Linked DNA regions of Mus musculus: regions 2 and 3 are each linked to region 1. A link is a contact called in public Hi-C data. All regions are on one chromosome and are shown on one strand. The core of a region is the stretch at or near the end of the contact, and the rest is flanking DNA. Distances in the headings are between cores, read along the strand shown. Region 1 holds the start of Tspan8 (tetraspanin 8). Region 2 has its middle 28 kb from the start of 4930422I22Rik. Region 3 has its middle 100 kb from the start of Tspan8.

Region 1 (2,700 bases), core at 160-2,659:
GGATCTCTGCTTTTCAGACATAAATGGTCCAATAGGAGAGAGACACTAAGAACTGAATGTATCAAGGGGTAGAGGTTGACTCAGATCATAATGGCCATGGGCTGAGGAGATGAGGGCTCAGACAGGAAAGTGTCTGGAGTCCAGCATCTAAGTCAAAGACAGGAGAGGCCGACGGTATACGTTGGTGGGCCCAGGGCTGCAGTGGGCAGGAACAGATTCCTGAAGCTCATTGTCCTACTGATCCATGAGCTTCTCACGTTCAGTATTACTTGGCGAACTAATCCTAGCTCTCACCTATTACATTTAATGTTATTGCTAATAATGCATCAGAAATGTATTTTAACAGTTACAAAGTAAAGGCAGATATTGGTGAAAATTAGAAAGATGTGTGTGTGTGTGTGTGTGTGTGTGTGAGAGAGAGAGAGAGAGAGACCCCAGTCACTTGTTTTAATTGTATTTAATGAAGTTTTTAGGGAATTGTTTTCCTAACAGACCCTTGAAGTATGCAATTGTTTTACTTAGGGGGCGAGGGAGGCCCTCTGAGTGGTATAAAAGAAAAGACCCAAGGCCCAGGTCGTTTCCTCTGCCCGAATAGATGGCAGAATGGTGCATTTACCTGGCGGAGGCAACATCCCAGTAGCACCAGAAGCAGCTGAATGGGCAGCTTTCAGTAGTCCACGAGTGCGTTCCCAAAGGAATTTTCTTTGTCAGCTGCCCAGAACCCAGAAACGGAGTTAGAGTGGAACTGTTGCTGTAGGTCATTTCTCAGAAGAGAGAAACCTGAGTCTACCTTAAAAACAAACCCAGCTATCAGGCCTGGTTACTGAGTCATAAGTAAACACAAAGGGGCAGCTCCTCAGAGTTTCCTTCCTTCCTGTTTTTTTTTTTTTTTTTTTCTTTTCACACAAAGATAAAAATAAACCCCCGAATGAATGCTCTTACGAGATCACGCAAAGGCAGGCCACTTCCCCTTTAATGATTGGAAGTGGCAGGCATTTAAGGGAGCTCCTTGGGATTTCTTTGAAAGAACAACAACAACAACAACAACACAACAACCAAACAAGACACTTGGCTAATTAATGTTTGTTTCCTTGTTCATTTGAAGTTGAGGAGAAGAAGTTATGGTAACTTAAGTCCGGATGCTTTGCAGGTTTCCAAATACCTATTGCTGAAAGGAACTTTGTGCTCCTATCAATTAAAAAAAGGGGGGGGGGATGCAAATCGAAGTGAGACACAAGGCCCATTTACTTGAGAGCCTGGCAGCCGATTTCCGCAGGGTTAGAAGAGAGGGCAGCCACACCAGCCAGCCAGCCAGCCAGCCAGCCTATCCACCTACTATCTCGCTGTGCCATTCTCCACCTCTGCCCCAGCCACTCCCATAACTTGATATCTGTTTACTCTAGAGGGAGCGGGCTTTGAGAAGCCATCATAAATATCCTGACCTAATGCCTTAGCAGCCATAAGAAGGAAAAGAATGTACTCGCCTGAAGATAACGTTTGAGATATTTAAAGGTGTGGGTTAATTTTTTATCCACTCCAATAACTGTTGGTTTTTTTTTTTTTCTTTTTTTTCTGTTCCTTCTGTCTACTTCTTTGCTCTCTATTTCTACCCCCGAAGCTGCAGGCACACGGATCTCTGCAGGCAAAATCCGTCAGAGCCTACGCAGGACAGCCTTCTACGGACTTCTTCATTCCACTGTAACTTGGTGGCTGCCCCTTCTCCGAAATGGCAGGTGTGAGCAGCTGTTTAAAGTATTCTATGTTTTTCTTCAACTTCTTGTTCTGGGTAAGTAGTTTTCTTTTAATTCTCAGTTTTGTTCAGGAAAGAAGACTTGAGATAAATATCACCACTGAGAACAGACTTACATAGAGCTAGAGGATAAGGGGGAAAAGACATTTTCCATTGAAATATTTACATTGGTTTGTCGCTGGCTGTTTGGGGAACTGAAAAGAAGCCAATGACTCCAAAAAACCAAACCAAACCAAACTAAACCAAACCAAACCAAAACAAAACGCCTGGTGTATTCAAGTTCTCTGAGGATAAACATTTCCCGAATGTTTTCATATTGTTGCAAGACTAAACACAGGGGGAAATATCCCTTAATTAAAGGACAATTATTCTCAGTTCTATGATGCCAATCAGCACTCTGTTTAAAGACTCCAAAGAAAACAGTTTGATTCAGCATGGCTTCTGGTTCCCTCCCTTTGACATCTAGGTTTGAAACAGGTGACTGACTAGTGGGTGGCAGGGTGGTAAATGCATGAGAGGATCATTTTCAGAGCCCCCAGGAAGAAAGAAATAGTCCCTGGAGAAGCAGTTAAGAGTATTTAATCATAAGATTCAGCTAAACCAGTGACTAGGTATTAGTATTTCGAAGTCAGTATTTTGGTGTGTCGTCAACCCATCCTTTCAAACAACAGGGTTTGTTTCTTGCAAATTATGCCTTGCTTAAGTCTGATGATGGCTCCCAAGGGCATTGAAAACATTATTTAACATTGAAAAAGCAAATGTCATGATCTGAGGGGGTGAGGGGGGATTTGGGAGAGAACATGTACACATATGGTATAATTAGAGGTGCTCACAAGTAAAGTAGTGGAAATGTCTCAGGATGCTGCAACAGAAAACAGTTCCATTGTTTCTGGATTGGAAAGTAGTTTATGCATTAAGGATAAGGAGCTCTGGTTTTTGTGTCTGAGCCT
Region 2 (2,700 bases), core at 96-2,595, 80 kb after region 1:
CGCTACCAGCAAAATCCAAGGTGGGTGACTACATCTGAACATCTGAAGTTAACTTCTCATCTTTGCAAGCACATGTACTCAAATGCACCTGCACACATGACAGCAGGTGACCCTTTCCCAAACACACACACACACACACACACACACACACACACACCCACCCACTAGAGGAGCCAATTTCTAGGGCTGTTTGATGGTTAACTTAGTTCACATATGTTTCACCAATAGCGCCTGGCAGGTGATTACACAATCATGTGTGAGCTGCTTGCTGCCACAGCTCTTCTATTATTTGATTCTCATCCAGTCCTATAAATGAGGGAGAACAGGCTATTCTCATTTTGTATTAAAGAAACAGATCTTAAAAATTCACAGACCCTGCCTGCTCAATGTCAGAGCTAACATCTTCTGGAAGAGTATCCTTAAGAGCTTTTGGCATTTCGGTGTGGGTCTTACTGCATCTCATTTTCCTCACTAAGGGCAATCCTAAAGTTCCTTGCAGCATGTTGTTGTTGTTGTTATTCTGTTCTCCCTTTGTCCCAAATTCCATGAGGACTTTCTGCTACCTCTCACAACTGGGAAACCACTGATGTATAGCATGTGAGACTCCCCCAGGAGAAAGTCCATTGGAGGCCAGACAGCTAACAGTCATCCATTCTTTGTGACATATTTCTGGAGTATATATTCACAGTATTGTTATCATCACAACTTGTTATTTATTGAGTGCCATCCCTTTGGGTGGAGCTGTGCAGAGCACACACCAGACAGGGCCTCCATCCAAGGAAATGGAATTCAGATGGTTGTGATTCATGAGATAATGATAAAGTCCCTCAGGTTGTGCAAGGCAGCTCTGCAGTGACATCAGCCTTGGATGTCTCAGTGCAAAGAGGCTTCCATATGAGAGGAAGGGGATTATGGTGTCTGGCATCAAAGGACCCAAGATGGTTCTAGGTATGAGGTGCATCATTAAGGGCAGTAAGAAAAAGAATGGGGAGGCAAAGGGTAGAGGGGAGAATGTGAGGGTCCCATCAGTCTTCAGGAAAGAGGATTGTGGAGAGAGCAAGTGATGCTGTCCAGAGCTGAGAACGGGTGGCTGTCTCCCAGCCCCATGTGCTATTTGTCCTGGGACAGACTGAGAGAACATGGCCTGCCTTGTTAAGGGAAGTGGTTCCACACGGCTGCTGAGTCTATGCTAGGAGTGGAAAGTTATATCACATCTGTACTGGTTTTTAATCTCTGTTTGGTTTTGTTTGTTCAAGTTAATGAAAATGATGTGCTATTGTTATGTAGCGGTGCCAGAAGAGAATTTCACCACAGACTTCAGAAATGTCTTTGGGTCCGTGCCCATTTCGTGTGGTTTCACTTTCCCCCATTTTCCTTCCTCCTGCCCTTTCACTCCTTCCCCCTGAAGCACTGCTCTCATGCAGACGGATTAATCGCATGTGAAGGAAGGCTATTTGAAGACAGTTCAGCCAAGTGGGCAAGCCAGCGTCCAGAGATACAGTGGCATAGCCAGGAGGGAAAGGTGGATGGACCTAGCTGCAGAACCATCTGATGGAGGCATAATTAACGGGTCTTCAAATTCATAGCTGGAGCTGAGGAATGACGATGAATACACCCCCATCTGGGAATAATTAACAGTAATTTATAAACTCCTCATGGAAAAGAACGATGTCTTCACCTTTCTTAGCCAGTCCCCTGGGCACCATAGAGGATGCTTCGAGTCTTTCAGTATTTATTAAGTACTAGGCACTCTGCTAAGGAACCCAAAAAAAAATAAAATTAAAAAAATAAAAGACACACACATAGAACTTAAATGTTTGGGGGAACGGATAAAACAAGGTAGAATGTGGTATCTGTATCAAATAAGATAAATCCAGAGATATGAAGCTACATTGGTAGAAGGCATACACCATTCAGCACTCACAGGAATTTGTTTAAACTAATACAAATGGGAGTTTATTGGTTCACTTGACTGCAAAGGAAAAGTTATTACTAGATAGATGCAGACTAAATAGTCTACCAGGAATTTGTCTCTATTATTTTGCGTCACTTCTACTTCCCTCTGCTTTAAATTATTCTTTTTATTTAAAAGTATATTTTTATTAATTCTTTGCACAGTTCATACAATGTGTTTTGGTCATATACAGCCTTCCTCTAAGATCTATTCTTACCCATCTACCTTCAGTCTCAACTTATGTCCTCATTATCTATTTGTTTGTCTGCCTAATAATGCATCAAGTCCAATGTATGGTATATATATATATATATATATATATATATATATATATATATATATATATATATATATATATATGTATATATATATATATATATATATATATATATATCAGTGGGAGCCCATCTACCCACCAAGAGCAATACCTTTAAAGAAAACTGACTTGCCCTCCCCACCAGAAGCCATCAACTGTCCACAGTTCCTCAGTCAGAAATGGAGACTGATGATCCCCCCACTATAAGCTAGCATTGGTGACTAAGGTGACCATTGTTGCCAGAGCCCTAGGAAGGCGTGACATCACTGATAACATTTCTCAGTAATCACCGATCATGGGTTCTTTGTTTTACATGGGTGAAGGTTGGGTCAGCGTTTCATAGGATGAGCCTCAGATGAGATAAGTGGCTTAGCTTTAGACACCGTGCTTATAAAAACCAAGCACTATCAAATCCTGCTGTCATCCCCAG
Region 3 (2,700 bases), core at 78-2,577, 100 kb before region 1:
TCTCAAGTCTAGTTGAATGGGACTAGAATAGGTCATACCATCTATTTAGACTAGAAAAAGTTTAGCATGTCCTTGTGATATTTTACATGGATTTTGGGGGGTGGGTGGGTGGATGGGTAGGTTCTTGTTATATGGAAAAATGGCATTTAATAAATTAACCTTGAAGAAGTGAATCTAAATAAGTCCAAACCAACCCATACCTGCTCCAAACTACCCAGGTCTCTGTCTCGTTAAATGAAGTCTTTGTATCTCTGAACTATAAAGTTTACTGCTGCCCCTCCCCCCAAAAAAACCGTTTTATTGACATTTAACAACTATTGATAATAGCACTAAAATAATTTTTAAAAGTATTTTAAGCTTTCTTGCTATTCTCCTCAAGGAAAAGATTAAGGTTAGATGAAGCACGTCTTAAAGAACTGTATTGATGTCAATTGGTATCAATAGTCCTCTAATATTAAAGGTTTATTCTGTAACTTAGTAACCAGCCACCTAGTCCATGTAAAATAGAAATGAAATATAAATTGTCACCTTCCTTGAAAATATTGCTACATTGTAACTTAAAATAGTTAAGAAGCTTCTATGGTAAACCGGGAAGGGAAGAGATGGCTAGTCGGATTTCTTTTTTAACAGTCACGAGTTCGGTGTCTGTTTGATTGCTTCTGTAACACTTCTCCAGGTGGTCAGGATAAGGTTCTGAGCATTGAGAAGCAAGGATTTTTGTCAGCCTAACACAATAAATATGTAAAACACTGGAGCAGAGAGCTGGCTCAGTATGCCATTACAGAATAAACTTTTTGTATTAGAGGACTTTTATCTAAGAGCTATACCAACTATCAATACAACAGAATTATCGATAAGGTGAAAAGGCAGTGGAGACTAACTAATTAACAAGTTAACAATGGGGCATGCCTGGAAGACGGAACAAACGGGAAATGATTACAGCATTGTGAGAGGAATCGCTCAAGCAAGAACACAGAGAGGCCATAGGAGCTAAGCAGTAGCCTAAGGGAGAAATGGGAAAAACAGCAGTGATTCATTGAGGTTATGCTGTGCCAATTCCCTCGGGGTTTAAGAGGTAACCAAACACGGAAGAGAATAAAAGCCCAGATGTGTAAGAGAAAACACTAGAATCTGACGAATCTGGCAGTGGCGTTTTGGGATGACTTTAAGAGGTGAGTGTGAGACTGAGGGTACATTCTGAACTCAATGGGAACTAGGAGCCTGATGCGCGCAGACAGAGGCTGTCGCCACTTCTCCAGAGCTCCTCAAGGGCCTAGGGGCTCAAGCCACTGACTGATAGCAAGGCCGGACAAAGGGCACGCTTTCCACAGGTGATAAACGATCCCTTGTGTGCGCTTCTTGCCATCATCTGGGCTTCACCCTGGAGCTATTTCTCCGTGCTCTTCTTTCAGGTTCGAGGAATGGCATCCATCAACCCGACCTTTTTATAAAAGCCCAGTACCCCTGTTACTCTTTCATTGCTTGGTGTCCGGCCAGGGCTTTCATCCTCTTTCCATGCTCTTCTTCTCCCCCAGCCCCGACAATTTACCATGAATTCAGGGGTTCTTCTTTTATAATTGTATCCCTCTTATGAATGTTATGCATTTATTTTGAGACAGCCTCACTATATATTCCTGGTTGTCCTGAAACTCGGTCTGTAAACCAGGTCTTTCCCCTCCCCCACCCTTGTATATTTATTTATTTATTTATTTATTTATTTATTTATTTATTTATTTATTTCAAATGCTTTTCCCTTTCCAGGTCTCCCCTTCGGAAAGCCCCTATCCCATCCCTCCTCCCCCTGCCTCTATGAGGATGCTCCCTCACCCACCTATCTGCTCTGGCATTTCCCTACACTGGGGCACTGAACACCCTCAGGCTCGAGGGCCTCTCCTCCCACTGAAGTCCAACAGAGCCATCTTCTGGCACATATGTGGCCAGCGTCATGGGTCGCCCCATGTGTAGTCTTTGGTTGGTGGTCCAGTGCCCGGGAGCTCGGGGGGGGGGGGGTGTCTGGCCTGTTGACACTGTTGTTCCCCACATGCGGCTGCAAACCCCCTCAGCCCCTTCAATCCCTTCTCCAACTGCTCCATCTGGGACCTCCGAGCTCAGTCCAATGGTTGGGTGCCAGTTTTCTCCTCTGTATTTGTCAGGCTCTAGCAGAGCCCCTTAGAAGACAGCCATATCAGGCTTCCATCAGCAAGCACTTCCTGGCATCCACAATAAAGTCCAGGTTTGGTGGCTGTGTATGGGATGGATCCCCAGGTGGGGCAGTTTCTGGATGGCCTTTCCTTCAGTCTCTGCCCTACACTCTGTCTTATTTCCTCCTGTGAGTGTTTTGCTCACCCTTCTAAGAAGCACTGAAACATCCATATTTTGGTCTTCTTTCTTCTTAGGCTTCATTGTGTAGACAAGATCTTAAGTCTAATCTTAAGTCACAGAGCTCTGCCTGCCTCTGCCTTTTGAATACTTGGATTAAAGGTGGGAGCCAACACACCTCGTAGACTCTATATTTCATATTGTAGCTACCTACTCTTTTGAGTCATCCGTTCCTTCTTTGAAGTGAAGACTGTAGGGACCTGGGGTCCTTAGTTGATCTCTGTTTATCTAACAGGTAGTATAATTGATCTAGTCGTTATCTTTCTGTTGCTGTGCTGAAACACTACAGCTTAAAGCAAGTTGGAAAAGAAAGGGTTTGTT

Evidence for each region. Hi-C and Micro-C count contacts between places; a contact is called where the count stands out from the background.
Region 2: a Hi-C map of uterus shows a contact between it and region 1, with 1.6 times the contacts expected there. The contact joins the enhancer-like site here to the promoter of Tspan8 in region 1. A contact is called at or near these places in 2 of 39 promoter capture datasets (both in the 3T3-L1 cell line), 2 of 484 Hi-C or Micro-C datasets (both in uterus) and 1 of 9 other capture datasets (pancreatic islet).
Region 3: a contact with region 1 is called in a Hi-C map of uterus, with 2.3 times the contacts expected there. The contact joins the enhancer-like site here to the promoter of Tspan8 in region 1. A contact is called at or near these places in 3 of 39 promoter capture datasets (the 3T3-L1 cell line, liver and macrophages), 1 of 484 Hi-C or Micro-C datasets (uterus) and 1 of 9 other capture datasets (adipose tissue).

Annotation. Positions count from the first base shown.
Region 1 is chr10:115,815,875-115,818,574 of GRCm38.p6, forward strand. Tspan8 (tetraspanin 8) reads left to right here and starts at 1,410. Exons shown (of 8, transcript NM_146010.2): 1 at 1,410-1,786. The coding sequence starts at 1,727.
Region 2 is chr10:115,896,181-115,898,880 of GRCm38.p6, forward strand. No RefSeq gene overlaps it. Among named protein-coding and RNA genes, the nearest start is that of 4930422I22Rik, 28 kb to the left of the region's middle. Within about 2 kb of position 1,346, at least 28 of the 459 cell types and tissues checked have an H3K27ac peak or open chromatin away from gene starts, as enhancers often do. A contact at or near this core is called in uterus, where this site is marked.
Region 3 is chr10:115,715,349-115,718,048 of GRCm38.p6, forward strand. No RefSeq gene overlaps it. Among named protein-coding and RNA genes, the nearest start is that of Tspan8, 100 kb to the right of the region's middle. Within about 2 kb of position 1,328, at least 22 of the 459 cell types and tissues checked have an H3K27ac peak or open chromatin away from gene starts, as enhancers often do. A contact at or near this core is called in uterus, where this site is marked.